Linked DNA regions of Mus musculus: region 2 is linked to region 1. Evidence: chromatin contacts called from public HiChIP or PLAC-seq data. All regions are on one chromosome and are shown on one strand. Each heading gives the region's core, a stretch centred on a gene start, on an enhancer-like site or on the middle of the called end of the contact. The rest is flanking DNA. Distances are from core to core; before and after follow the strand shown.

What was found. HiChIP or PLAC-seq counts read pairs in DNA pulled down with a chosen protein or histone mark.
Region 2: a contact with region 1 is called in an H3K4me3 HiChIP or PLAC-seq map of the SCID.adh cell line, with 10 read pairs. The contact joins the promoter of Mcrs1 here to the enhancer-like site in region 1. A contact is called at or near these places in 6 of 39 promoter capture datasets (the SN4741 cell line, frontonasal cranial neural crest, liver and 3 more), 3 of 484 Hi-C or Micro-C datasets (the N1E-115 cell line, cerebral cortex and olfactory sensory neurons), 18 of 115 datasets of contacts at active chromatin or transcription factors (the 230-238 cell line, the SCID.adh cell line, T-cell acute lymphoblastic leukemia and 9 more) and 2 of 9 other capture datasets (liver and pancreatic islet).

The regions. Positions count from the first base shown.
Region 1 is chr15:99,007,583-99,014,735 of GRCm38.p6, forward strand. No RefSeq gene overlaps it. Among named protein-coding and RNA genes, the nearest start is that of Gm41398, 13 kb to the right of the region's middle. Within about 2 kb of position 1,394, at least 91 of the 459 cell types and tissues checked have an H3K27ac peak or open chromatin away from gene starts, as enhancers often do. A contact at or near this core is called in the 230-238 cell line, the SCID.adh cell line, T-cell acute lymphoblastic leukemia and 2 more, where this site is marked.
Region 2 is chr15:99,249,127-99,255,927 of GRCm38.p6, forward strand. Mcrs1 (microspherule protein 1) reads right to left here and starts at 2,835. Exons shown (of 15, transcript NM_016766.3): 1 at 2,736-2,835; 2 at 1,337-1,456; 3 at 750-888; 4 at 242-380. The coding sequence starts at 1,346. 1700120C14Rik (RIKEN cDNA 1700120C14 gene) reads left to right here and starts at 2,662. Exons shown (of 3, transcript NR_045627.2): 1 at 2,662-2,875. It overlaps Gm25999 (a small nucleolar RNA gene), which reads right to left and starts at 5,888; the gene lies at 5,756-5,888.

The DNA.
Region 1 (7,153 bases), core at 144-2,643:
TGGAGAGATGGCCCAGCTGTCAAGAGCACTGACTGCTCTTCCAGAGGTCCTGAGTTCAATTCCCAGCAACCACATGGTGGCTCACAACCATCTGCAATGGGATCCAATGCCCTCTTCTGGTGTGTATCTGAAGATAGCTACAGTGTACTCACATATATAAAATATAAAAGTGGGTGGGGTAGCAGCATGGGCCTTTAATCCCAGCACTCGGGAGGCAGAAGCAGGCAGATGATTCTGAAGACCAGGTCAGCCTGGTCTTCATAGCAAGTTCTAGTCCAGCCAGGGATACATAGTGAGACTCTGTAATAATAAAATTAAATTGAAATTAAAAAAGAAGCCAGGCACAGTGACTCATGCCTATAATTCTATCACTTAGGAAGCTGAGGCAGGGGGCTGGAGAGATGGCTCAACAGTTAAGAGCATTGGCTGATCTTCCAGAGGTCCTGAGTTCAATTCCCAACAACCACATGGTGTCTCACAGCCACCCATAATGAGATCTGATGCACTTTTCTGGTGTGTGTCTGAAGACAGCTACAGTGTACTCGTGTAAATAAAAATAAATAAATAATATTTTTAAAAAAGGAAGCTGAGGCAGGAGAATTGCCACAACTTTGAGGTCATACTAGATGACATAGCGTATTCTAAGTCAGTCTGGACGACAGAGACTTTATCTAACCAAAACACAAACAAACAAAAGAAAACAAAGCACTGAATGCAGTTGACACCTGCAATCCCAAAACTTGTGAGGTAGAGTCAGGAAGATCAAAAGTTTAAAGTCATTTTGGGCTACATAGTAACCGCCAGAATTGGCTCCATGAAACCCTGTCTGAAAACAAACAAATGTATGTGTGTGTGTGTGTGTGTGTGTGTGTGTGTGTGTGTGTACATGTGCACACGTGTGCCAGTGTATGTTTTATTCTGAGGAAACTAGTTTTGCATTTCAAATTGTGAACCCTAAAGGAGATAGCTAATGTCTTTCTTTTATGTTTCCCTCGTATTAACTCCGTATAAATGGGTTTTTTGTTGTTGTTGTTTTGTTTTGTTTTTTGTTTTTTCGAGACAGGGCTGTAGTCCTGGCTGTCTTGGAACTCACTTTGTAGACCAGGCTGGCCTCGAACTCAGAAATCTGCCTGCCTCTGCCTCTGCCTCCCGAGTGCTGGGATTAAAGTAGTGCGCCACCACGCCCGGCTTCGTATAGAAGTCTTGAGTTGAAGCAAGCAGTTTGTTGACCTTGAGTAGAACTGAGCTTCTCTTCTGTCGCGCCTCCGGAGCCTCTGTTGGAGCACAGCTGCAGAAGCGAAGCAGGGCTCTTCAGGGCTCTTCAGGGCTCTTGACACCTCACCCTCTCTCAGCCCCAGCTGTGGCCACAGAGAAGCCGTAACCAGGATGTTTTTTCCTCTCTGCTTTTCTGGACTTCTCTGATTTGCTGACTTGAAAGACTTTATGACTAGAACAAGCCACACCCACAGGAGCTGCCTACCACTCTCTTCCTGATACCTAAACCCTTCTCTGCAACACTCTTCAGAGCTTCCTATAAAAGGCTCAGCAACTGAACTCAGAATTCAGATATTTGTGCTTGGCAACAAGCAAGGGAAAATTCTTTAGAGATGACCTTTCCCTCGACCTTCAGCTTGTTCTATAATAGGGCTTTGAGAGTTTGTGACTATTCTCTGAAAAGTATAAAGAAGATTGATGTTTTGTTTTTGTAAGATTTATTTATTTTATGTATGTGAGTACACTGTAGCTATCTTCAGACACACCAGAGGAGGGCACCAGACCCCATTACAGATGTTTGTGAGCCACCATGTGGTTGCTGGGAATTGCACTCAGGACCTCTGGAAGAGCAGTCAGTGCTCTTAACCGCTGAGCCATCTCTCCAGCCTTAGATTGAAGTGTTAAGATCCCAGAGATAAGCGATTTTGGTGGAAAGATCACTTGAGGCAGGAGTTCAGGAACTGAGCTGCATAGATCAGTCATCCATCAAACAAACAAACAATATCACAGATCCCTGAGCCAGATGTTCCGTGTAATCCTACCTACTTGGGCTGCTGAGGCAAGAGGTTCACACGTTCAAGGCCTACCTGGGTTATCAGTAAGTGTATATTCAGTCAGGACAGCTTGTTGAGAACCTGTTTCAAAATAAAAAGTTAAGGGCTGGAGAGATGGCTCAGTAGTTAAGAGCACTGACTGCTCTTCAAGAGGTCTTGAGTTCAATTCCCAGCAACCACATGGTGGCTCACAAGCATCTGTAATGGGATCTGGTGCCCCCTTCTGGTGTGTCTGAAGACAGCTACAGTGTACTCATATGAATAAAAAAAAAAGTTAAGGGCTAGAGAGAGATGGCTCAGTGGTTAAGAGCACTGACTGCTCTTCCGAAGGTCCTGAGTTCAAATCCCAGCAATCACATGGTGACTCACAACCATCTGTAATGAGAGCTGACACCACCTTCTTCTGGTGTGTCTGAAGACAGCTACAGTGTACTTATACATAATAATAAATAAATCTTTAAAAATAAATAGAAGTGAAAAAAGAGTTTGCTAGCAAATGTCTTTAGTCCCAGCACTTGGCAGAGGCAGGCAGATCTCTGTCGGAGAGATGGCTGCTGGGGGTAAAGGTGCTTACTTGCTATGGAGCCTGCTTGAGTCTTAAGATCCTCGTGGTGGAAGGAGAGAACTGACTCCTGCAAGTTGTCCTGTGACTGTCACACTCAAGTCATGAACACACACCACACACCCAAATAAATACACAAATGTTTAAAAAGCAGAAAGGCCAGGGACAGAATGGCTTAGCGGTAGAAGGCTTACCCAGCATGCACAAGGTGAACCCCAGTCTGGGAAGAAAACCCTGGTTCTCAGAGGCGCTGCCTTCTCTGTGTTACCTCAGCACGTGTTCTTCAGATGCCTAGACTTTCTGCCACCTCCTCCTTGATCTCCTCGGTCCAGGGAGAACTCCTATCAGAGCTCCAGCCCTTGTTTATTTATTTAATTTTTATTTGTTTGTTTATTTATTTATTTATTTATTTATTTATTTATTTTTTGAGACAGGGTTTCTCTGTATAGCCCTGGCTGTCCTGGAACTCACTCTGTAGACCAGGCTGGCCTCGAACTCAGAAATCCGCCTGCCTCTGCCTCCCAAGTGCTGGGATTAAAGGCGTACATCACCATGCCCGGCTTCTCCAGCCCTTATTTATCTATTTTTAAACGTTAGATTATGGATACAAGTGTGATATCTGCATGTGGGTTTGTACTTATGGATTTAGTATAGTGGAGACCAGAAGAGAGTGGCAGGTCCTCGGGAGCTGGGGTTGGGTGAGTGACTGTTAGCTTTCTGACATGGGTGCTGGAAACCAAATTCAGGCTCTCTGAAAGTGCAGTATGGGCTCTTACTTAATTTGTGAGCCATCTCTCCAGTCCAGTTTGTTTCCTGTGTGTGTGTGTGTGTGTGTGTGTGTGTGTGTGTGTGTGTGTGAAGGTCAGAGGACAGCTTGAGGGCGCTGACTCTCTCACATGATGTGTGTCCTAGGGCTATAATTGGAGTTGTTTCTCTTGGCAGCAAGCATCTTTACCCCATAAGTCATCTCACCATCTGACAAGCTGAGTTAGAATACCAGAAACCACATAAAGTTGGAAGGAGAGAACTAGTTCACACACACACACACACACACACACACACACACACACACACACACGAATGCACAAGCATAATTTTAAAGCATTCAATTTCCAAGTACATTGTAGACATTGTGCATTTAGACAGAGTATACTTATGTACATGTTATAGATAAATACATACACATACTTTACATGCATACATACATACATACATACATACATACATACATACATACATACAAAAGCAGTAAAGAAAGCCACAGTGCTGATAAGTACCTGCAGTCAGGCAGATCCAGGAACACTTTTAGGAACAATAGAGAAACACTGGGCTGGAGAGATGGCTCGGTGGGTAAGAGCACTGATTGCTCTTCCAAAGATCCTGAGTTCAAATCCCAGCAACCACATGGTGGCTCATAACCACCCGTAATGAGATATGACGCCCTCTTCTGGTGTGTCTGAAGACAGCTACAGTGTACTTCCTTTTAATAATTAATAAATAAATCTTTTTTAAAAAATTAAAAAAAGGAGAGAAACACCAAAGACGTCTAAATAAGGAGTGGAACAGAGGTCATTGTTGATTGGAGGTGACACTGAAGAACAGTGGCAGGCATCAAGGATCTTTGAAATTACCGAGACCACCTAGTAGACATGCCTATCGGCCCAGCTGCTCAGGGGGGCCGAGTCAGAAGGAAAGCAAACTCAAGACCAGCTGAAGCCAAGGCCATGGGTACACTCCCCAATAGTTGGGGGGAAATATTAAAGAACTGACTGCTGCTGGGCTGGAGAGATGGCTCAGTGGTTAGGGTCACTTCCAGAGGACCCAGGTTCAATTCCCAACACCCACTTGGCAGCTGACAAATGTCTGTAACTCCGGGAAATTAGACACCCTCAACACAGGCAAAACACCAACGCACACTTAAAAAAAAAAAAATCCTGTGTGTGTGGGAAAAACCCAAAACTAACTGACAGAAAACTAATGGAACGGTGACTGACACAGCCCCAGGTTAACCAAGGGAAGGGTCATAGAAAAGCAAGCAAAGCAAAAACAAACAAACAAGAGGCACTTTTTAAAAACTGCAGTTGCTGCACAAAGAACCAAGCTTCCCCCAGCTCCAAATGGCCCACCACAGCATTTCCATTTCAAATTCCACATATTTTGTTTGGCTAAGGTTCCCACCCCCACCCCCACCCCCACCCCCACCCCTTCCCTCTTCTCCATTTCTAACCACCAAATTGATGCCTAGTTTTGGACTTGGGAAAACGAGCAACTTCAGTTCTTAAGAAGGAACATTTAAAATGGGAAAGATGGAAAAGAGTGAAAGCTGGGGCTGGAGAGAGATGGGGGCAGAGACGCTGGGGATGTGGGCGTGGGAGGGGGAGGATGGCGCCACCGAGGTGCTGCTGAGGGAGATCGTGGTGGAGAGAACCAGACGTCCACACTGGGCAAGTAACCTCAGTTCCTGAGGGACCTGCCACCAGGTCAGAGGGTACTTACACATATGTAGTGCACAGACTCTCTCTCTCTCTCTCTCTCTTCCTCTCTCTCTCTTTCCTTTTCTTTTTTTCATATGAGTATACTCTGTCTTCAGACACACCAGAAGAGGGCATCGGATTCTATTACAGATGGTTGTGAGCCACCATGTGGTTGCTGAGAATTGAACTTGGGACCTCTGGAAGAGGAGTGATGTCCCCCCCCACCCCCCAAGAGGAGTGCTCTTAACGGCTGAGCCATCTCTCTAGCCTGCCCAGAAACTCTTATAGGCTCACATACATACTCACAATAAATTAGTAAAGAATGATGGTTTAAGATGGCTGTGGTGTCTGAGGACTGTAATTCCAGCAAATCAGGGCACAGTCACAATCATATCAAAGCAAAATGATGAAAAAAAAAAAGTTTGAGGCCAGCCTGGGCTACATAATGGATTCTAGAACAGCTTAGTCTATTTAATAAACTAAAATGAAAAAGAATGTGAAAAGTGTGTAAATAAGGTGGTGGCACACACCTTTAGTCCCAGAACTCAGGAGGCAGAGGTAGGTAGGTCTCTGAGTTCTGAGTTCAAGGCCAGCCTGGTCTACAGAGTGAGTTCCAAGATGGCTCAGATAGTTGTGATAGCTATAGCTAATCTTAGTACTAGGGAAACGGAGGCAGGGAGACCAGGGTTTTGAGGCTAGCCTTGGCTACATGAGACCTGCCTCAAAATAAAAATAACAAAATAAACCAGGTGTGGTAACACATGCCTTTCCTCTCAATACTCAGGAGGAAATGACAGGTTGACCTCTGTGAGTTCAAGACCAGCGGGGTCTACATAGAGAGTTCCAGATCTGTCAGGACTATGTAATGAAACTCTGTCTCCAAACAAAATGAAACAAAATAACCAACCAAACAAACAAAAAAACCAAACCAACAAACAAAATAAAAACAGCAGCAACAATAACCACAACAAAACCTAAAGAATCAAACAAGAAAGAAAAAGCAAAATCAGTAATTGGGAAATCCCCAAGAATTTAGAATTTAAACAGACCTTAAAGTAGTCCAAGAGCCATCATTAGGAATTTTAAAAATATTTTTGAACTGAATGAAAATGAAAATACAGCTTAACAAAATGTAGAAGGAGCAGGAACTATATACAGAAATATCAAACTTTATGGGAAGCCCCTGGAAGGACTTAGAAAATAGAAGTCACAGGATGTTGTAAAACATATTTGATCTTTGTCTGTTTCCTCAAATATAACTCATAAGATCTCTGGACTCTCCAAATCCTCTTGTCTTTACTTGCTAATGATCAGTGGATATCTGATTAGAACCAGGGTCAGAGCAGGAGGGAGATTAGAAGAGGCTGGAACATCATCTCTCTTCACCCCTTGGGCTGGCAAGTCTTATGTCAGCTTGACATGCAAAGGAGATATCTGAGAGGAGGGAATGTTAATTGAGAAGATGCTTCCATAAGATCCAGCTGTGAGGCATTTTCCTAGTGATTGAGGGAGGAGGGCCCACCCCATTGTGGGTGGTGCCATCCTTGGGCTGGTGGTCCCTTGTTCTATAAGAAACCAGGAGCAAGGGGCTGATGAGATGGCTCATCAGGTAAGAGCACTGTCTTCTCTTCCAAAGGTCCTGAGTTCAAATCCCAGCAACCACATGGTGGCTCACAACCATCTGTAATGAGATCTGACTCCCTCTTCTGTCATGTCTGAAGACAGCTACAGTGTACTCATTTATTGGGCTGGAGCAAGCAGGGATGGAGGGAGAGGGCGGGGCTGACCAGAGTGAGCAGAGGTCCTAAATTCAATTCCTAGCAACCACATGAAGGCTCACAACCATCTGTACAGCTACAGTGTACTCATATACATAAAATATCTTAAAAAGAAAAAAACAAGAAAGAATGAACCCAGGAGCGAGCCATGAGAGCAAGCTGGTAAGCAGCTCCCCTCCGCAGCACCTGCCCTGCTGGAGTTCCTGCCTCGATATCTTTTGATGATTAACAGGGGTATGGAAGCTTAAACCGAATAAACCCTTTCCTCCCCAAGCTGCCTTTGAATTTGAT
Region 2 (6,801 bases), core at 1,585-4,084, 240 kb after region 1:
ACTGTCTGGGGCCAGAGCAATGCCACCTGGGGGTTATTTTTACACCCTGCAATGCTGGGAACAAGCTGTCTGCTCCCAGAATAGATACGAGCTCCCTGCCTCCCACACGGAATGCGATCCAGGATGCACTGGCGAGGGACGCAGCAAGGGAGGGAGCAGGAGAGACAGGACGGAGGGGTCTGGGATGGGGGCTGGGCAGTGCAGTCCCTGGCAGGCCTCACCCAGCTGCCCAGCCCCTTACCTTCTTCTTCTCACTAGAGGAGGGCTCGCTCCCTGAGCAGCGGCCTGACTCCACCCCGCCGGCCCCCTTCACCCGGGTGGAGGATTTGGCCAGGCTGCTCTCTACCAGTTCATCATCGAATTTCTTCCTTTTGATGAACCTGTGGAAGGTCCTGCAGGGTTAACTACTGGTACCACACCCACGCACGGCTTCCAAGGTGCAGGCTCCCCTTGGGAACTAACTGCCTTCACTTTCCAGCAGTGTCTGGCTCAGTGGACATGGAAAAGCCAAGTTCTAGTCCTCTGAGGTAACAGGCAACCTTTCAACAGAGATGGAACCCCTCACTCTCCATCCTCGGTGCCATCCGGACACACCGGCAGAGGAGGTAAAGGAAAAGCACAAGGCTTTGCTTGGACCCCAGGCAGGCTCAGAACCCAGGCAGGCTCAGAAGGCCATTTCAAACCAAGGCTAGCAAGGGCGTGCCTAGCCCCACATGCCTCCCCTTCCAGGCGCTCTGAGCCCAGGCTACCTGGAGGAGCTTCTGCGTTTGGGGATAGTGCCCAGGGCCTGGGAGGATGCTCGCTTCTGCCCTGCCAGTGACTCCTCATCCTCGGAGCGGCTGGCTGTGCCTGACGCCATCAGGGACGAGTCTAGCAGCCCCTGAGAATCTAGGAAAGAGAAAGGGTGACCTCTGTGCACGGACCCTTGTGTCAGCCCCTCAGCCCTTGCCCGGCCTCCCTGAGGCTTGGTCTTTGAGGCAGGCATTCCTCCTTGGCCATCCAGATCCCATCCGGGCTCAGACCTCCTGGTGCCACGGGTCATGGGGTGCAGCACAGGTGCTCAGGTCAGGCTGATGAGGCCGACACACGGGGTGGGCTCTGAGCATAACTGCTCCCTTGGCTATCAAAATGCATTGTGCCAAAGAGCAGAAGCTCCACAGCAACTGAGGCAATTGTGGCTCTGCCGAGAGGCACATGGGTGGTGCTGGCCCAGGGGAGGGGGGTGGTAGGTGGCATTGCCGGGCCAAGACCGAGAGACACTCGTGCAAGGCAAGGGGTAGAGTCAGAGGCTGCCTGGCGCCCGAGAGCTTGGGGAGATGGCCGGGCCTCACACTACCTTTGTCCATCCTCTCACAGTCCCAAAGCCTCCGGCTCCAAACCACAGGGCTAGGAGGAAGGGTCCCACAGGCTCATCCAAGGGTTCTGACCAAGCGAGCTTGGATGCTGAGAAGAGAGTCTGGGAAGGAGAGGTAAGGCTCCCTCAGGCTCGGGTTTCCAACAGGCCAAACCTACTGACTGACCAATCCCTTATCCTCGTGCACTCGTGCACCCTGTCTGAGGTAGTGGGAAGAGGCAAAAGAGCTCTACTCTCAATTGCACCTAACCATTAGTAGCTATTACCTGGTCTGATGGCTCTGACAGTTAATCCCAGCATGTGGAGGCGGAGGTAGAGGTAGAGGTAGAGGTAGAGGTAGAGGTAGAGGTAGAGGTAGAGGTAGAGGTAGAGGCAGGTGGATCTCTGTTGACTTTAAGGCCAGCCTCGTCTACAGAGCAAGCCAGGGCTATCTATATAATGGTGAGCCTCTGCTCCAAACAATAAAAACAAAAAATATAAGTAGCTATGTGGGAGTCACTGAGGCCTTTGTGTGAATGATAAAAAGATGTGGGAAAAAACGTATTAGGCTCAGAGATCTCTCTTAATTTTACCAGTGAATCCTAAATTAAGCATTTGGAACGTTAACCAGAAAGGGTCAAGGGATTCCTGACTCATTTGTTTTCCTTTGCCTGTCTACTCAAATCAGCAGCACCAGCCTGCCCCCAGGCCACAGCCTGGGAAGGTAGATGGAATCCCACTATCTCGCTACCCTTTTGCTTTCCCTTCCATTTGCAGCTTTTACTAAAGCGGGTGGTTCCTTCGGACGATTCAAACGTGGTTTGGGAACTGTATGAATACCCAGCGCTTTGGCAGCCCCGCCCCTCCTGACTCCGGCGTCTCGTAGAGCAAAGTTCTGGCTCTGCCTTTAAGGACGCTCCACGACCAGCTCCGTGGGTACCACAGAAGGGGGGTGCAGGTGTCCAGTCCCACGAGCAACTAAGGCAAAGTGCTTGCCCTCCTTCCCTTCCCTCCTCCCGACAGGGCACCCCCAAGGTGAGGGATCAGTGCAGGTCTGTTTCAGGGACTCTGGGGAGCAGTGGTAATTTAGTCAACTCTTCGGCTCCATACTACTGCATCGATCTCGCCATCTGGCTCTGAGGCCCACAGGCCGGTGGTAGCGAACCAGGACCAACTCCCAGACAATTCTCATCCCACCTCAAGCATGCCACCTGTGCGCATGCGTAACACCGCAGGCCAGAGCCTGGCCTGATCGGACTTACGCATGCGCAGATTTTTCGGGGCGATACCGGGGCGGGGCCCCAAATCTTGTTGTGGGGTTGTGCCCCGAGGCACGTTGGGAAACTCCACTTCACCCTCCAGGTCTACTCAGAACACTAGGAGACGAGTCGCGGGGTCTCACCATTCCTAGGCTGCCAGCTCCAACAATTTCTCCGCGGCGACGGCAGGAGCCGCAGGGCCAAAGCCGGCTTCCGTGAGACACATCTACTTCCGGGTTGCGAACGAAGGGTTGGACGATCTCTTCCGGTTCGTCCTGGACCCGTAAGTGGAAGGGGCGTGGCCGTGCGCCTTAGTGGAAACCATTTTGCGGGGAGCCGGAAATACAGCTTTCCCGGTTGGCAGAAGCGCTTAGGGAGGCACCAGGCAGTGTTAATTATAGGAACCGCGGAGGTTTCCGTGTTGGAAAACGCAGCGGGAGGGCGGGGCTTGTGCTGAGACCCCGCCCAGGCGACGCTGGGAGGGGCGGGGCCGCCGTGCATTCGTAATTAGCACTAACCTTGGTAGGTCTCTCTGGACCAAATCTTGTATTGTTTTATCTGCCAGTGTTTTCAGATAAGGGATTCGGTCAGGCTCTTTGCTAAGCACAGGACTGGAGGAACATGTTGGAGAGTTTGCTCTAACTGTGGCGTACAGTACGATCCCGAAAATTCCTGTCTAAGGGGGAGATGCAGGATGGTGGCCGCGTTCCTAAGGAAACACTCCTTAGAAGGAGCGGCGCCAGTTGCTTACGCCAGAAGAACTCCATCTAGACTGCTGGGGTCAGTCGTGGGTAGCCAGCAAACCAACCGAATCCTTTTCAGAGGACAGTGTTCCCTGAGGAAACTGTTTTGAAAGAAAGAACTAGTTCCCAGAGAACAGGAGACGTCCAGACTTTGGGGCCGTGAGAGATGCCCGGGAAAGCTAGGGAGACTGGGCTCTAATAGCTCTTTCATGCCTTCTTTGAGGGGCACAAAAGTGGAGCAGCTCTGGCTGGAGGAGCTTCCGGGAAGAGCGTTTGCCCAGCGTGCCTGACATCCTGAACTTAAGTGTCAAATGGACGACCCTGACAAGTTGCAAGTCTTCTCTTCATAATATACTGTTACTTATTTAACGAGCATGTATTTGCTTTATCGCTCCCAAAACAAAGTTTTCTGGTATACAGTGTGCTTGTTAGAGGTTTGTCAACTTGAAACTAGCTAGAATCTTCGCGCTCAGTTGAGAAAATGCCTCCTTCAGACTGGTTGGTAGGCAAGTCTGGGGTGTGTTTTCTTGTTTGGATAGATGTGGGAGGTCTAAGCAGTGCCTGCCTTGAGGTTCTTGCCCCAACTTTCCTCGGTAATAGACAGTGACTTGAAAGTTATGAGATGAGGGGCTGGTGAGATGGCTCAGTGGGTAAGAGCACCCGACTGCTCTTCCAAAGGTCTGGAGTTCAAATCCCAGCAACCACGTGGTGGCTCACAACCATCCATAACGAGATCTGACTCCCTCTTCTGGAGTGTCTGAAGACAGCTACAGTGTACTTACATATAACCAATAAATAAATCTTAAAAAAAAAAAAAGAAAGTTATGAGATGAAATAGACCCTTTGCTTCCCAGGTCGCCTTTAGTTACAGTGTTTTGATCACAGCAATTAAAAACAAACTAGGACACAGTCTGGTGGGTTGTGCAAAATATAGTGTGGTTTAGTATCTATACAGATGACAATTAATTGGGCTTTCTTCTTTAAAGAGTTTTTGTTTGTTTGTTTGTTTGTTTTTAAGTAGGAGTGAAATACTTGTTGCTTATCAGGCAAGTTCTGTCCCACCAAGCCACATGGACAGCCCTAACAAGGGATCGTTTGGTAAAGAGCTGGATGGGTACTGTTCAATGTTTGTTAGATGTTTTTCTCCTAGGAAAGGCAAACCCTTAAAGAAGGAAACCCTGAAAGAAGAAAGGGTTATTTTAGCTCACAGGGTTTTTGGGGGTGTGAGGGGGACAAACATCATGGCAGGAAAGGCATGGTGGCAGGAGTGTGGGGTGATTGCTCACGCTGTGTCCAGAACTTGGAAGTGCAGAGAGATGAAGTATTGGTGTTCTGCCTGCTTTCTCCTTTCTGTTCAGTCTGTAGCCCTAGCCCAAGGTCACTCGAAATTAGGGTGTGTCTCCCATCTAAGTTAAACCTCCAGAAATAGCTTCACAGATGTCTTGTGACTCTAAATGAGGTTAAGCGGACAAGATCACAAGCCCACCTGATGTCCAGGCATACCACATTTATGTCGGTGGCATCCATCAGCTGCTGGTGCCACTGGAGCATAGCGATCACCGGTCTTTCTTGGTTTGTTTGGCTTGGGTTTTTGAGACAGAGCCTCTATGTAGTTTTGGCTGTCCTGTAACTTGCAATGTAGGTCCTGAACTCACAGAGATCCATCTCCCTCTGCCTCCCAATGTAAGGATTAATGGCGTGTGTCACCACACCCAGGTATTAGGCTTTAGAGACAGGGTCTCATGCAGTCCAGCTGGTCTCAAACTCAAGTTATCAAAAGATTGACCTTGAACTTCTCATCCTCCCATCTCCACCTCCCCAGTGCTAGGATTACAGCCGGGTGCCATTATCCCTGGTTTTGTGTGGTACTGGGTATCAAACCCATGGCTTTGTGCGTGTTGTATAAACACTCTACCAACTGAGCTATATCCCCAACCCTGAAACATCACTTTTAAATCATAGCATTCCCTAAAGTCTCATGTTAATTCTTTAGACCGGATGTGAGCTTTATTACTGAACATGGTTCAGTGGGCATAGTAAGCAGAGTGGAAGCTCTCAGGAGGACCACAGAGTCTGCCACTCTCCCCAGGGACTATAACTGGGGACATATGTGCCCCATAGCCATCAGGGATGCACTGGTTGTCAGTTACCACTCCTTTCAATTCTTCTGCATTAAACTTGGTAAAGCCCCACCTCTTTGAGGCGTGGCTCTTCCAGAGGCCAGGGAACTTGAACCTTACCTCTATGCAAGGCCTTAACCACCTTCCTCATTGTGAAACCTGACACAGATGGGCTTGATGACTTGGCCTAAGTGGATCCTGGCCACTGTGTCCTGGAGCTTCCCAAAGGCAGCATGCACGCTTGTCTGCAGCCTGGACTGGGGATAGTATTGAGGTCAGAGACAGAAATAGCCCCTAGAAAGCTGCCACCAAGATCCCTTAGGGAAACCCACACAGATAGAAGGTTGAATATCCCTCCAAGTAGGCTTCTGTTTGCAGCCATTACACACAGGTGCCATGAAGAAGGGGGCCTGGCCAGCTCAACTGGCTGTATCACACTCATTTTTCTTTCTTTGTTTCTTTTGTTTGTTTGCTTTTGAAAACAGGGTCTCTCCATGGCCCTGGCTGTTCTAGAACTCACTTGGTAGACAAGTGCAGCATTGAAGAGTGCTGGGATTAAAGGTGGGTGCCACATGCCTGCCTTCATGTTCATATCTTAATGCAGAAGGCAGTTATTTCATCTTAAAAAAAAAAAAAACTCAAAGTCTCAACACTTTCAAAATGATTCAAAAATATAAGTGCAGAGTCTTTTCTGAGACTCAGGTGACCTCTTAACTGCGAGTCTCTATAAAATAAAATACAAGTTACTTACAGTATACAATGGCACAGTGTAAATATTTCCATTCCAAAATAGAGTGTGGGTCATGCAGGGAAGATCAGGCCAATGGCTGGAGAGGTGACTCACTCTGTAAAGTGTGCTGCAAAAGACCAGGCCAAAGCAAGACTGAAACCCAGACAGGCCAGCACTCTGCAGTCTGAACTCATGATGGAACCGTCTGGGCTCCAGCACTGTTAGCAGCTGTGGCCCCAGCCCACCACCGGCAGCACCTGCAGCTTTCCTCTCCGGTCAGCGCCCTTCTCTGCCTGCAGCTTTCCTCAGCAGATGCTCCATAGCCCTAGAACCTCCAATATGCACTGCAACTCTGGCATCCCGTTCACATGGTCAGGCAGTGGGTTCCCAGGGAACCTGACCCCATTCCACCTTGCCTGGCCTTGGAGACTATGTGTGCCTATACAACTACCACCACGTAGGTACCACCAAGTTCCACTGTGGCTTCAAGATGTAGTCTATCCTCTTCCTATTACCGTTGCAGTGCCTTCTGTACACACTAGTGGCCCAACCCAGAACACCTGGGAAAACAGAATCTAGTTAGGTTCTGTTTTCAAACAGTGAACGTTTTCAGGGG